Regions from separate parts of the Zea mays genome. Here region 1 is linked to region 2. The links are chromatin contacts, called in public Hi-C maps. All regions are on one chromosome and are shown on one strand. The core of a region is the stretch at or near the end of the contact, and the rest is flanking DNA. Distances in the headings are between cores, read along the strand shown. Region 1 holds the start of LOC100272313. Region 2 holds the start of LOC100383776.

What was found. Hi-C and Micro-C count contacts between places; a contact is called where the count stands out from the background.
Region 1: a contact with region 2 is called in a Hi-C map of ear, with 2.5 times the contacts expected there. The contact joins the promoter of LOC100272313 here to the promoter of LOC100383776 in region 2. A contact is called at or near these places in 2 of 25 Hi-C or Micro-C datasets (ear and tassel).

Annotation. Positions count from the first base shown.
Region 1 is chr8:132,659,561-132,667,282 of Zm-B73-REFERENCE-NAM-5.0, reverse strand. It overlaps LOC100272313, which reads right to left and starts at 3,638. Exons shown (of 3, transcript NM_001146797.1): 1 at 3,235-3,638; 2 at 2,932-3,061; 3 at 1,518-2,824. The coding sequence starts at 3,367. The coding sequence ends at 1,807. It overlaps LOC103635907, which reads left to right. Exons shown (of 13, transcript XM_035961804.1): 2 at 4,354-4,627; 3 at 5,301-5,353; 4 at 5,427-5,484; 5 at 5,568-5,773; 6 at 6,660-6,821; 7 at 6,912-6,940; 8 at 7,038-7,113. The coding sequence starts at 5,767.
Region 2 is chr8:131,935,364-131,942,401 of Zm-B73-REFERENCE-NAM-5.0, reverse strand. LOC100383776 reads left to right here and starts at 5,137. Exons shown (of 21, transcript XM_008657072.3): 1 at 5,137-5,863; 2 at 5,973-6,033; 3 at 6,392-6,470; 4 at 6,549-6,628; 5 at 6,735-6,829. The coding sequence starts at 5,374.

The DNA of each region.
Region 1 (7,722 bases), core at 2,389-4,888, 730 kb before region 2:
TTCTTATTGGCTAATTGGTAGATTTCAAGTGGTTAGGCTTCTCTAAAATTGCTTTTAGTGCTAATGGTCCTTATCAGCATTATTGGTCTCATTGCATTTGTGAAAAATCCAACAATCAGTCACCTTATGCCAGCCTTTTCATGCACATGGCCATGCCCCATTAGTTGTACGACTTAAAACCATAGTTGTTAATTCTAAAGCGAACCTCTTTTCTTCGGAACCAAATTGGACTAGCTTTATTTGGGAATATTGCAATGCAGGAAATAAATTCATATTGATATTGGTTTATTCTTGAGTCTTGACTAGTCACAAGGAAAGGAACCCACCAGAAAGCCCTAACCAAATCTGTTAACAATTTAGCTAAGCCAAATGACATAACCCTTAAATTATACATCAGCAGGAGCAACACCACCTTTTCCCTTCTTTTTTTGTTAACTCAATTGCTTCATTTAGCACTGTATCCCCTGTACTATGTTAAGATGGTTTAGAGTTCATGCAATCAAACTTTTTTAACTAACTTAATATGTTTGATACTATGGACCAGTCGGTCGAGTCCTATGAAAATTGTATCATTATATTTGGAGTTAAAAATGATTTGGATGTGCTGTTGTTATTTAATATCCCCTAGTATAGTAATTGTCAAAGTCGCATCCTGGAGACTTGTAATAGACAATATAAGAAAATAAAAATGCAGGGAGGCGTACAAGTAAGGCTTCTCAAAATCCAGGCAATTTACCTCTTAATGAAGATGTTGAAAAACTAAGTTTAGCTTGTTTGGGCCTCTTCAATCATAGCTAGCTTGAAGGGGTGATACACCATTTTATGTGAACACAATTTTCCCTAGACTGTTGCACAAACAATGAGGAATAGACCCAGCCACCCAGAAAGTATGCTAGCTTCAGCCCCCATGACAGCTGAATATTAACTCATAGCCAAAGTGCAAACCATTAACAGATTTTGCTGGCTAAATTTACAGAACACATCATGGCGATGCCATATAGTTAATGATGCACAAACTCAATGGAGCATATATTGAGTCTCACCACATTGAGGCTTCATATATTAACCAATCTACATGGTAAGTAAATATTCATGAATAGTTCCTTCCTTTTTTCCCCTTGAATGTGTTTACTTCTTTTTGAGGGTGATTGTTCTTTTGGACCCTATCAAATCAACCAGTCCTTTTCCATTCCTGTATTCAAGTAGAAAGCGATCAAGTAGCTTGGGTTCTCCACACAGAAACGTTTACGACAGGAACAGGAAAATGGAAGGGGACGAAAGTAGCTCTCAGGTCAATATTTCAAATTTCTTCCTTTACAAATATACAACTGCCGTCTGTCGGCAACTTATCGAAAGAAATGAAAAATACAACATGCAATAATTAATTTGCATGGACATGCATGGCAGCAGTTGAAAGTTTGGGGCTACTTGCACGTTGAGAGCTACCGACACATGCATTTTTGCCTATGGCTATCTATATTTATTTAATTTCCACCAGAGAGAACAAAAACTCAAATATGCAAAAGTTCAGTCGTGTACAGAAGGAAAACATCAATTTTCAAGAGAAAGGAAAGGAGACTCTAGAACATACTTTCCTATGCATCCTGCTGCAACTTCCAATGCCAGGGCTGTCCATTCCTTGATATTGCCAGCTCTTCAACTGAGGAACAGCTGTGGAGGATGATTTCTGTATCAACTTAACGTATCTATGTGAGCAATTCAGCATAATTCTGCCCACGAATCTCTGAAAATTACGAGTTTCTGCTTCTTCTGATCTGCTCTCTTCCATGTGGTGGAACATAATGCCTAGATATTCTCAAAAGATAGTTGCATTCTTTGCAAGTCCTTGTCATACATGTCTGGTGCTACCTGCAGCTGTTGCTGTGGCTGCTGATTCTGGAACCAAGAAGCACATATCCCTTCTATGTTGAATTGGCTCTCTGCCTTGATCACATCATCATAAAGCGTTTGGCTCTGGTTCTGCATGGCTGTGGTCGTCTCGGCAAAGGAGTCAGGCCACTTAAGTTCCGCAACTAGGTGAGCCCTTGTATCTTTTTCTTGTCCAATGTCTGTCCATGGGAAGACACTGTTCTCCAGAATTGTGCTCGTGCTCTGTGGTTCAAATCCCATACTGTTGCTCCCTCTGCTCCCAGTACTGCTACTGCTGCTAGGATTAGTACCATCCCAGTAGAATGAATCTACTGCGGTACTTCCAATGCCAGTTCCTCCATGTCGAGGATTATCAGGTGGAAGATTCAGCCCCATTGATGTAGAGAGGGCCGATGGTGAAACTGGCGGCATCACTGTAGAAATTGTGCTGCAGTTGAAGTCACTCTGGTTGAACCAGAGTGAATTCATATTCGCCCCATCGCTGCTGCCACTCTCACTGTTGTAGCCTAAAGGCTGTTGGAAAGGGAAATAGAGAGTTTGGCCTGATGAGTGGCAGGTTGATGGACTCTCATGTCCAGCAGTAAGCTGCTCCAGGAACAGCTCCTTTGGTGGCAGCTTAGGGCGTGCCAAGTTTGGTGTTTCAGCACGATTCTTGTCGTACACGGGCATCAGCATTGATGATTGAGCCGTCTCGCTGAGGAGGGGGCTCAAGTTCCCCAGAGGACCAGTGCTTGATGGGTTGACGTCGCTGGACCCTGAGGTTCTCTCGGTGCTGATGGTGGGAGCTGCACCGCCGCGATCAGCCTCAGTAAGTGGCTTGTGGGTGTTGGGATCAATGCCTTTCTGCCTCAGCTTCTTCTTGATGCACGAGTTCCATAGATTCTTGATCTCATTATCAGTCCTCCCTGGCAGCTGCGCTGCAATTTGAGACCACCTTCTCATGGAAAAAGTAAAGTGCTAATATCAGCTAAATTACCAACTGCTGCTTTGCACATATGCAGTCTAGAATTCTGATACTACTTCTTCAGGCTTCAAATTTACCTGTTCCCGAGGACAGCGTGCAGCTCGATGATGAGGTCTTCTTCGTCTTGGGCGAATGCCCCTCTCTTGAGGTCTGGCCTCAGATAGTTTATCCACCTCAGCCTACAACTCTTTCCGCACCTTTGAAGCCCTGCAACAATTTGTCTTCTCGAATTTAGATAATTGAACTGACCGAGAGGTATTTGAGAGACAAGAGGGGTTTCAGCTGGCAATTGGAAATGAGAAAAATGCAGAGGGAGGAGAAGGGGAGGATTGAGAGTTGATAACTGAGGACCAAGGGAAGAAAAATTTCATCGTACATACCAGCGAGTTTGGGAACAGAGCTCCAGCAGCCATGGCCATGCTTTGTTATGTGATTCATGAGTTTCTCATCCTCCTCAGGGGACCAGAGCCCCTTTCTCAGCTTCTGCTTGTAGCAGCAAGAATGCCTCCCCATCTCAACGCAATGCAGAACCTGGGAGCTCCAACCAAACTCACAGAGCTTACAGGTCTGCGGAATGTATAATTATGCACGACGACGAACACCTTCTCCGGTAGCACAGAGCTTCTTCGACGATGTTCTGAAGTAGTGGGAAATTGCAAAGGTTGTAGCGACTTATATACCAATGAATGGTTGGGCTTCATCTGAGGCCAGGATTGAGCAACTGCATGGCTGCAGATAGGAGATTTCAGTGGAAAGCAAGGAAAGGCTAGGGGCACTCCTCTCCTTTTCTTCGCAGGACAGCCCTTTAGCACCCTTCTTTTAAAGGTGGTGGTGGAGGTGGAGGTGGTGGTTGTGGCTTGTGGGGCTTGTGCCAAGGGATGGAGGTTTAGCCCTTCCCTTGGCCTGCTTCCGGCTGTGTGTGTGGGCGTCTGCCTCATCATCTCCTAAGAATCTATGTCTGGTGCCAAAATCGGTGGGGTAGCCCCGTAGCCACCTCCACCGATATTTAATTGTCGTGACCTTTGTGCAAGAAACTGTTACATTAAACCACCCTCCATCTTCCTTTGCACCCCGGTTCCCATGCATGCCCGGTGTGTTTCTTCGGGCACAAGCCCAGTGAAAGTGAAACACGCGTGTCCATATTCAGAGTCCATGTTATTTATTTTTTTTTGAAAGACCAGAGTTCATGTTATTAGGACACGGATTGATGCTCTTGCTGCCATGGTAAGTGACTGTGACATTTAGCAGCCGGTTTTCTCTCTCTCTCTCTCCCTCTCTCTCTCTCTTTTCCGCAGCTACTTCTGTGTCACGGGTGCTCCATGCACGGCAGAGCACACAGTTGGGAAGAGGCCTCTTGTCCACCTTTCATCTGTTGCTAATTAAGACTCCTTGTCTTAGCTGCTGTTCGTTCCGTGCATGTGCATCTCATTTTCTTTGTCACCTGCAAGATTTTATGCGTCAGACCAAAGTGTTGTCCTTTTTTTCTTCTTGCTTTTCAGGTACGGTAACTCACTCACTGGGTCACTTCTTTCTGGTGAGGAAGGAAAAGGCTTGGTCAATCATCACAGTTAGGGTCGTGGGGGGAGGGAAAAAAAAGGCGATGTCAGTGATGTTCGTATTCCAGGACAGAGAGCATCTTTCCTTTGTTTATCGCCGGCCGGCAGCTAGCAATTCTAATCAGAAATGGTTACTGCTCCGGTCCAACACCAATAGAAGCACGTCGCGGGCGCTGGATGTCTGTCAAGAATCAAGCTTCCCATAATCGCGATGCAGGTACGCGAGTATAATTAATGATTTGTCCGATTGACTGTCGCTAGCGTCAATGGAGGCACTGATCACTGCAAGGAGGGAACTTAAGCGCCCTTGAATTTTTGTTTTCTTCTTTCATACAAAAAAGGGGTCCACTGGAGGAGACAAATTTCTCTCTGAGTAATGTACTGGGAACGGGCTAGTCAATTGGCGTATTATTGCTGGGTATCTTTTGCTTGTCTAGGGAACGAGCGTTTCTTTATCCATGATTAGGATTGTAACGGCATCCGTCGTCTGTGTGCCCATGCATGTGAGGGCGGATGCTCCTCGCCAATTAAACAAAACGCAAACGTGTCCACGAATGAGAGAGAGAGAGAGAGAGCTCTGATCGGTGAATTTTGTAGGTCTCGTTTCCAGCTGACCATTTCGTTGTCGTTTGATTCCCCATGCATGCAACGGATCTCATCCATTCTGGAGCCTTGCGTTGTCTGTTGGCGTGTAGGGTGGCATGGCATATATTCGCATTATGTTATTGTTTTCTGAAGATTGGATATGTGCATATATATGTTACTAGTTCTGGAGATTTTATATGCCAGCTATCAACTGTCGTTGTTTGAATTCAGCGGATACATATATAGATGCGTACGTGCTCCTAGAATCGATGTCACCATCTGTTCTCCCTTTCCTCTCCGCGCAGGACCGGACTTGCGGTTGAGCCAGAAAATAAAAAGGACTGCATGCCAGTGCCAGGTAAGTACCTACCTACGACCTACCTTTTGACTGTAACTGCTAGTGACCACTTCCTTTTTTTTTCTGGCCCCAGGGAAGAAGTGCTCGTTCGTCCACTCCAGAATCTGGAGCAGATGAAGCTGACCCTACAGGTAATTTTGGATGTAGTTAACCTGTGCAGTGGTACACAATCACTGACGGACTTGTGTGCCTCTTCTTTTTTCTTTGCCAAAAGGTGATTATATTATTGCATGCGTGTACGGACGGAGGTGGGCATTATTCTGACGAGGGGAAGGGAAGGGGAGGCGGGCGGCGGCAGCGGAGCATGGCAATTAACAACAAGGCTGGCACTAGAAGATCACGGGGAAGGCGAGTTTGACAACGGGGGCATCTTTTCTGGGGTCCCCAGAGGCCCACTCCCCACACGATGATGCATGCACGGTGAGTGATTTGCGACTCCGCAATATCCGTTCATTTCTTTATTTACAAAATATAATAACAATAACAATAATAACAATAGGGTCGTCACTCAGCGTTATTGAGAGACAGACAGACAGAGAGAGGTGCGTTAAATTTGTGATGGCCTAGGCTGGTGATGATGAACGACGACTGATGGGTACAGCCGGGAATCAAGAGGGATGAAAGATCGGAACAGTACACAGGACGGCAGCAGCATCGTCCATAGTACGCGGGGGTAGGCCCGTGGAAGTTTACGGCACGCAGCTTTGTGCCTTTGTGCTATCTCTCTCTCTCTCTTAGAGAGACGGAGATAGAGAGAGTGTGGGGTGCAGTGTACGACTATGGGGCCGGCCGTCGTCCCTGACCTTGGAATGGAAATGGTAGGGCACCATCCAATCCCACAGTCCAATCTTCCCGTCCCGTGTAGCATAGCACAGACAGACGCTAGTAGGGACCACGCCCATGCACCCTCGCCCGGCCGGGGCCGGGTCCGGCCCCCGTTCCGTCCGTGTGCCAACCAACTAGACGCGCACTAGCGCGCTAGGTCATTATAGCTTGCAATACAAATTTCCTACCTATCTGTCTATCCATCCACACGACATACATGTGCACATGTATCCATGTTTTTGTGCGTGACGGTGATATGCTCTGCTTGTAACAGTTAATAACGTCATATATACTATGCACTTGACCTGTATGTATAATATGCATTAATGTGCGCGCGCGCGCATACATATATATATATATATATATATATATATATATATATATATATATATATATATATATATATATATATATATATATATATATATATATATATATATATATATATATATATATCCACCGTTTGCCTAAGTTTTTTCAGGGGTCTTTTCGCCCAGAACAACTAGTGAATGCTGCTGGACAGGAATACCCTGCGAGTCGCCGTTGTCCTTGTCACGCCTTTTGTTTTCCCCTCCCGTTGCTAGCTGTCCGCGGACGTGTACGTGCCCAGGCATCCTATACGAACGCCATGCACCAAGGAAAGGTGGCTACTAGATTTAAATCCGGAATACATATATATTATATATGCATCTACCCATCTCGTTTTCATTTCTGGGCCTTTCAATTTCAACAGCAGCTCATCCCACGGACAATCGTCCTGAGGTAATAATTTAACCACACGCTTGCCACCCTCAATTTTTTTTTTTAGTTTCGATGCTTCGATGATTTTGACTAAAGTGTTGGAGTTGTAGGTGTGCAGTATTCATGCATGGACGCCTGGCCTCCTCCTCTGCAGAATTGGAACATCATATCGAATTGGCGAGCGAGTTTTGCAGGTAAGGATTCGCATCTCTACCTTGCACTAGCTGTAATTGGATTATATCTGAAAAAAACAACTAAACTGTTACTTGTTTATGTTGATGAATTTGTGCTTGAGTAAGTTTTTTTTCCCAGCGATATTCGTGTGAGTATTATAGATTAGTGACGACGAATAACCCTCTCTCCGTTTCGAGTGTATCAAAATGCAGAAAAAGTCAAACATTGTAAGATTTGACCCTCGATTAGTCACTCACGACTCACAAACATATATGTTTGCACAAAAGGATATACGCCAATAAATTCGTAATCCACTCGTCTCTTGGCATTATATGTTGGGTTATAGTAGTAATTGACAACGTATTGTACCAGAAATCAATGCCCAAAGTACACCTTGAAAGACTTTTTTTTCAACAAATAGGCCTTGGAAAAAGAAATGGAGGGAGAAGCTATATAGTACTCAGCTAGCTTAGCGTGCCTGTGAAGTTCAAACCAAGAGATTTCCTAACTACTTTGCTATGTGACTATGTCCGTTATCACCTCCAACGTTCAACCGTACATCTCCCCCCACCCCACCTTCGGGCTTGTTCGGTTTGAAGAGGTTTGAGGGGGATTGGAGGGGATTTAAT
Region 2 (7,038 bases), core at 3,888-6,387:
TCCTAATTCACCCCGTCTTAGGCATCACCCGTTTCCTACATACACGTTAGAACAAGGATTAGCACAATCACTCAGCAAATGTAAAGTTGAATTAGGGTGCAAACACGTAGCTAATGCTGCTGGAACCAAGTAAAAACCGAACAGAACAAGACAAGGAGGGGGCATGAAAGGGGAGGCATGCAAAGGTTGAAAGGGTGCACCAAATCCCTGGTTGGAAAGATGGCGCACAAGATATGATGGTGCTGCTTTCCAAAATCGAGGAGACTGAGCTGGAAAAACTTGCCACACCAAATCTCTGAACAAGGAAAGATGGGGGCGCACAAACTAGGGTGGCTGTTTTCCAAAATTAACGATGCTGAATCAAGACTCCTGGGCGCACCAAATTCCTGAACAAGGAAAGAAGGGCCACACAAGCTAGAGTGGCTGCTTTCCAAAAACAAAGATGCTAGGCGCCCACTAATTCTGATTGCAGGTTTGGCTTGCTAAACACAAAAATGTCGAGTAAGGAAATGTGGCGCGCTAATTTCTGGTTGCCTTCTTTCACTTTCCTTTTTTTTTCTTTTTTGATATATTTTTTGTATCATGCCTTTATGTTGTCTTTTGTGTTTCTTTCCTTTTTTTGATAACCAGATCCAGCGCCCCAAAGTGTTCCAATCAGCAAGGCTGAAAACGTGCTAACGAAACAAGAGGGAGGAAAATAAGACGTGGTCGTATGAACGAAAGAAGAATGGTGGGGAACGACGGACGTGGGATGTACGAACGAAAGAAACGGCGGTGACAACGAAACTACGAGGCAACTAACAACACTTGATGCAAATGCACACAAATTCAACAACACAAGATTACTGAAAGAAAAGTGCAAGGCCAAATGGTTCTAGGACAAGGTTCTAGCCTAAATTTTTTGTAGCTTTTCTGATGGACATTGGGACAATGAATAACTCTCAAACTAAGGGATAAAACTCACCGAGCAACCTAAAAATTTGATACCACTTGATACAGCTGGAGTGCCCGACCTTTCAGTGAGGTGGATAATTTCGATTGGTGGAGGAGGTGACTCTCGCGATCTGACTACAAACGGACAGGTCGTGGCGCCTTAACAATCGCAGAATCAACTCCAAATGGTTATTGACCATGCTGCTGGCAAAATCAACCTGAACACGAAGTTCTATTTCTGCGAGCAATCGAAGAAACAAGCAAGAACAAGATATAGGTAAAACTGAATATCAATCACTCACGAGTTGGGGTTCACTAGGTTGTCCACAGGTGGTCGTAGAGCACAACTGTAGTACAAGAAGTTTGCATGATGGCTAAAACTATCAAAGAAAACCTAACTCTAGGAGGGGGCGCAACCCCTAATTAAATAGGGAGTAGGAGGTGGTGTCCAGCCTTCCCATAAGGCAGGGAATAGGTGCCCAATCAGCCATACCATCTCATGCCCACAAGGCAGGGAATAGGCGCCCAATACGCCACACAATCTCCTGCCCACAAGGCAGGGAATAGACGTCCAATCAGCCACCTCCTTGATCCACATTCCTTATTTAGGTGGCACAGTACCTTATTGATTATTTCTTTCCAAAACTAAAAGATAGATAGGTGGCGCAACACCTAGACTTTATTCTGGATAGACTCATCACGAGCATAGATGGCACATGCACTTCAGGAAAGGTCTGGTCCTTCATTCTTCAGAATCATCACGAAGTTTAATTCACGTGCACGAGCTCGAGTGAGTGGTCCTGGTGGCACCTGTGCTGGTCTAGTTGGAGTAGTCGTTCCTTTGTTGGGGTTGATGTCCTCATCAAGCTATGTAACAAAGGATTTAATGTGAAGTCCCTTTACACCAAATATATAGAAGTAATCTTGAGAAATCGCCTTTTATGTTCATCTGGAAGGTGAAAATACCACAGAGAATCAAAGTGTGTCTGTGGTTAGTTCTAAAAAACAGAGTATTATCAAAAGAAAACCTGAGAGCCAGGAAATGGCAGGGGGAACTGAATGTGTTTGGTGTGGGGCTTTTGAATCAAAAAATCATATTTGTTTATTATCGAGTGGCTCATTTTACTTGGAGAGTAATTCAAATTGCTCTAAACATTCATAACTGCCCGAGAAACTCTGAAATACTGTTTGAGGGATGGCTTTATAATCATAAGATTAAGGAAAGAAACCTTTTAACCATTAGATGTGGTGCAGTCATGTGGACCATGTGGAAGATTAGAAATGATATGTGTTTTAATGACAAAATTGATTCTAACCATGCTAATGTATTTCTTCTGAGCTTTAATCCAGAAAGAGACGGCAAGAAAGTAGTTGGAAATAGGAAACAGGCTCATCAGAAGAATGGCTAAAGTGGTGTTTAACAGGGTTTTTGGATGAGCGCCAATCGACATACATATATTATGTAAATAAGTCGTTTTGACGTTGTAGTGCTCTTTGGTTCAGTCTACAATGGACATCCTGCTGTTGTTTCACCTCTCTTCATTTTCCTAGACTTTAGCGGGTGGTGGATGCTAAACTGTTGGCTCCTTTTTCTGATAGCCATGGTTCAACCTTATGTGTGACTAGGTGAGTGCCCGTGCGTTGCAACGGGAACATATAATACCACGATAACTTATATACAAAATGTGTGTTATACTGTTATGAGAAAAGATTTCATAATCTATTTATGATCTTGGCCATACATAAATTTTTGTTATTTTAATCTAGCTGTTTCACTATTACACTACAATCATCATTATTATGCAGACTTCGATATATGCCACGATTTGCATGGTCTCATCATTGTAGAGCATGTTCCACACCATGGTCTCATCATTGTAGAGCACGTTCCACACCTACCGGAAGTTCTCTCGTACATCATCAGTCATCAGGCACGCACCACCATACACGCTTGCTTAAACAAAAAGACAAGTGTGTGTGTTTGCGAAGAGAATTAAAGGCAGGCCGGCACAAAAGCTACCCCGACGGTGGCGAGGATGACGAACTGGTCATTGTTGTTAGTCCTCCTCTGCGTCACCTCCGACGCCAAGATGACGCCACAGTCCTTGATATAGTAGTCATCAAACGCACGCGATATGGCGAGTATCGTTGATTCTTGGCTGGGCTGCCAGACGAAGTGCACCTCGGGCTCATCAGCGAGGTAGTACACCTGACCGTAGCACCACCGGATGCACTACTCCTCTATATACATCATGTTCGAGGACACTCACGCAACGCCAGAACGATCGTTGTCCTAGCGCACAAGAATGCATGGCCGGTCAGTAGCGACTTACGTGGCAGGCTGGGCTTCAGGTGGACGATGAGCTGGACGGCATGATGACGTCGTCGTCGGATGCAGTGCCTAGAATAACCCGAGAGTCGTCGACGTTGGCGATGACCATGAGGTACCTCTGCTGGACGGTAGACAGTGTGGTGCAACCGCTCTGAACCGCGTCCAAGCGACGGCTGCGCCGAAGCTTGTCGTACATAACGGCGCATGCAGCCACGTAGGACTGCTTCCAGAGGTCGAGCTGGTAGTCGCCAAGCTTCTTCTCATTGTCGATGAACGACGCCAACGCAAGCGCCTCCTGCTAGTGGTGTTTGTTCGGGGTTTCCAAGTAAGAAATACGGATTTATCCTTGGCGTTGATTTATGAAAATGACTCACAAGTCAGATCCATTAAAAAAATATTACGAAGAATAAATGCCACACATGCAAAAAAAGGATTTTAAGTTGAAAACATTATTCAAACAAAAGAAATTACATGCAAGGCTCTTCTTTAAATACTACTCATTCCATCCAAAAATATAATTCAACAATCTCGATGATACTTATTTATTACTACATATTATGCAAGGGTAGCATGTGGGCTTGAGAAGAGATGCAATAGATATTTTTCCTGTCATAGATGTAAACATAAACACACATGTGGTGTAGCAATAGCTACTGCTCGCATTTGCCTAAGGGGTTGCGGGTTCAAATCCCCTCGAGAGCCATCTGTTGTGTTTTTTTAATTTTTAGCTAGACATAAGCTGTACGGGGGAATGGGAATGATCTTTGCGGGAAGGGGAGAATGAGAATAGCAGGACATGGAATAATATGGAATGGTGGCAGAACACGCAATGACAGTAGAGATTTTGGTGGTGTAATCCCTTTTCCTTTCTATTCCGTTGTCGAGTAAGGTAGTTTAGGAGTTCGTTTACCAGGCCACGAGCCGATCATGTAATGAATGTAAATGTATCTTCTTCCTGTTTCATAATAAAATAGAGAAACCCTATATTGTAAAACATAATAAAATAGAGAAACCCTATATTGTAAAACAGTGTTTTGTGCAATCATATACTGAACATAGCCTAATCAAATTATATGGAATAAGTCGATAACGGTGGACAAATGCACGGATGTTAAAGACGACGACAGATAAAGAACTTATTTTTTTTAACAGCAAATAAGATAAATACAAATTTTCAACAGCGCATAAAGAATTTTCTAATGTTTTACTTTTTCTAAGAAAAGAAAATCCATTCCCAACGGGGTATTCTGACATGAATAGTGCTGGGAATTAGACCGGGTCAGCTGGCCCGACCCAAGCCTATCGTGCTTCGTGTCAAACGGATTCGAGTTAGAAAAGCCCAAAATCCTTTTGGACGGTACAGTGCCAGCCGGAAGTATAAAAACAGTGGTCCAGCCCGGCCCTAAACCAGGTCATGTGTTCGTTGGGCCGTGACGGCCCAAGCCCGACCCATATATTTGACCACATAAAATCAAAATATTACAACCAAATAAAGTCCATAGCTTATAAATTAAAGATATTAAACAATCATATCATCATTTCACCACATAAACTCCAAATATCATAGCAATATAAAGTCGATAGCTTACTAAATTAAAGTAATTAAATAACTTGGGTTTTATTGGGCCGTGCCGGTCTAAGATGGGAGACCCATCTGTGCGGACCGTGCTGGAGGCCCAACCAGACCCGCCTTCGAGCCATGCTAGATCGGTCCATATTATTTCATGTCAAACCGTACTTTAGACTCCTGTTTTCGTATCGTACTCGTGCTGGTTCAAAAAGACTGGACCATATTCACAGCACTAGACATGCCTATGATCTGAGGAAGGAGAAATACTGATGATTCTGGATCTAGGATGGAGAAACACAGCAAGGTGTGGTCTGGAAATTGGGACCCGCACCGCACTGGCTATCAAAACGGAGCCTTGGCAGCGGGAGGAGCCCCACACTCCAGTTCCCACACGGCGGCGGCCGCGCCCGCCATTTACTCCGCTCCGGCGTACTCCTCCCACTCCTGAGCTGTCGCTGACACTGACAGCAACCCCCATTGACTCCCGACATCCACAGCCGCACTTACTCACGTGCCACCGACACTCCGGTCCCACCCTATGAACCCCCTCCCACCGCCACCAGGGCCCCGCCGCGTTCCCACCCTACTACCTGTCACCGCGGCCGTCGTCTCCCCCGTCCTATTCACGAATTCCGAATTCCACTGCGCTGCGCTTCTGCTCCCCCCTTCTCTCTCCCTCCGTGTTCGCTCCCTCGGATCCCACGCGGCTGCGGGCTGCGGCGGGGGCGGCGTCCGAGGCTTAGGGTTTAGCGTTTGGAGGAGTTTAGGGGTTTGTGAGGAGGAAGAGGAGGAGGAGGAGGAGGAGGAGGAGCGGATGGGGACAGCGGGGAAGGGCGCGTGGGTGGTGCCGGCGCCGGCGTACAGGGAGGTGGAGGGGTGGGAGGGCGCGGGGGACGACGCGCCGGGCTTCAGGTGCGCCCACTCGCTCACCGCCGTCGCGCCTACCAAGGGCCACGGCCCGCGGCTCATCCTCTTCGGCGGCGCCACCGCCATCGAGACCGGCGCATCTTCGGGCCTCCCCGGCATCAGTTCGGTTCTCCCGCCCCTCGCGCCAGCTAAGCTTTACAGTCTCACCCTCCCGCGGTTTGCTCCTTCTTTGCGCGATCTAACGGCGGCGTCCTTTGGCTGTGACTGAAGGGCTCGCGGGGGTGACGAACTCGGTGCACTCGTACGACGTGGAGACGCGCAGGTGGACGAGGTACAAGCCACTGCCCTCTTTAGATTTCGCTCCCCTCGCTTCCTGGAACGCGGGCATTTAGCTCAATTTCGACTCCTGCTCTTGCTTTGGAGCTTTACTGGAGGTCAATTTTGTAGGTTCTGTCTGCGATAATAGTTTGGTTAGTGCGGTGAACTTTGTATGTATTTTTTTTATTCTGACCAGAACTTCATAGAATTGTATGCTTTCCATCCATAATTCAGTGCTTGTTATGTCGCTTGCTTGTTTGGAATGTGTCCTTGTGGTAGTGTGGTGACTGCCAGCTTTGCGTAACATTGTTTGTGGTGAAATGGATTATGGATTCACTGAATGATCGGGGTTACATTCTACATTTCTGCAGGTTACATCCTGCTGGAGAGCCTCCGTCTCCGAGGGCCGCGCATGCTGCAGCTGCAGTGGGCACCATGGTTGTTTTCCAGGTACTAGGGACTTGGGATCTTCAAATTCCATTTCTGCGCCAACTTTTTTCAGTTGTGATTTACAAAATGGTGACGCAGGGTGGAATTGGACCAGCAGGGCACTCCACAGACGATCTCTATGTCCTTGACCTCACAAACGACAAGTTTAAATGGCACAGGTTAGGTTGACTCAAGACACCCTGTTTCTTTTTACCATGTGCTTTCCTTTTTATCTTGTTTGTCGGTTTGCGATCTGACATTTTCTTTCTCTGGCATTTGTTGCAGGGTTGTTGTTCAAGGGGCGGGGCCTGGTCCTCGCTATGGTCACTGCATGGATTTGGTAGCTCAACGGTATCTTGTTACTGTCTCAGGAAATGACGGTTAGCTCCTATATGCACAGCTCCTCTTAAATGTATTTCTGCAATAATTACTATGACGTCACACTTATTTCTAGAAGGCCATTTTATTTGACCAGTAACACTCTTTTAACTTCCTTTTTCCATAATGTGTATCCTTGTATTCTGCTAACAAGATAAGTAGAAAACAGAGCTACAACATTGTCTGTTTTTCATCAAAATTACTAGTCTGC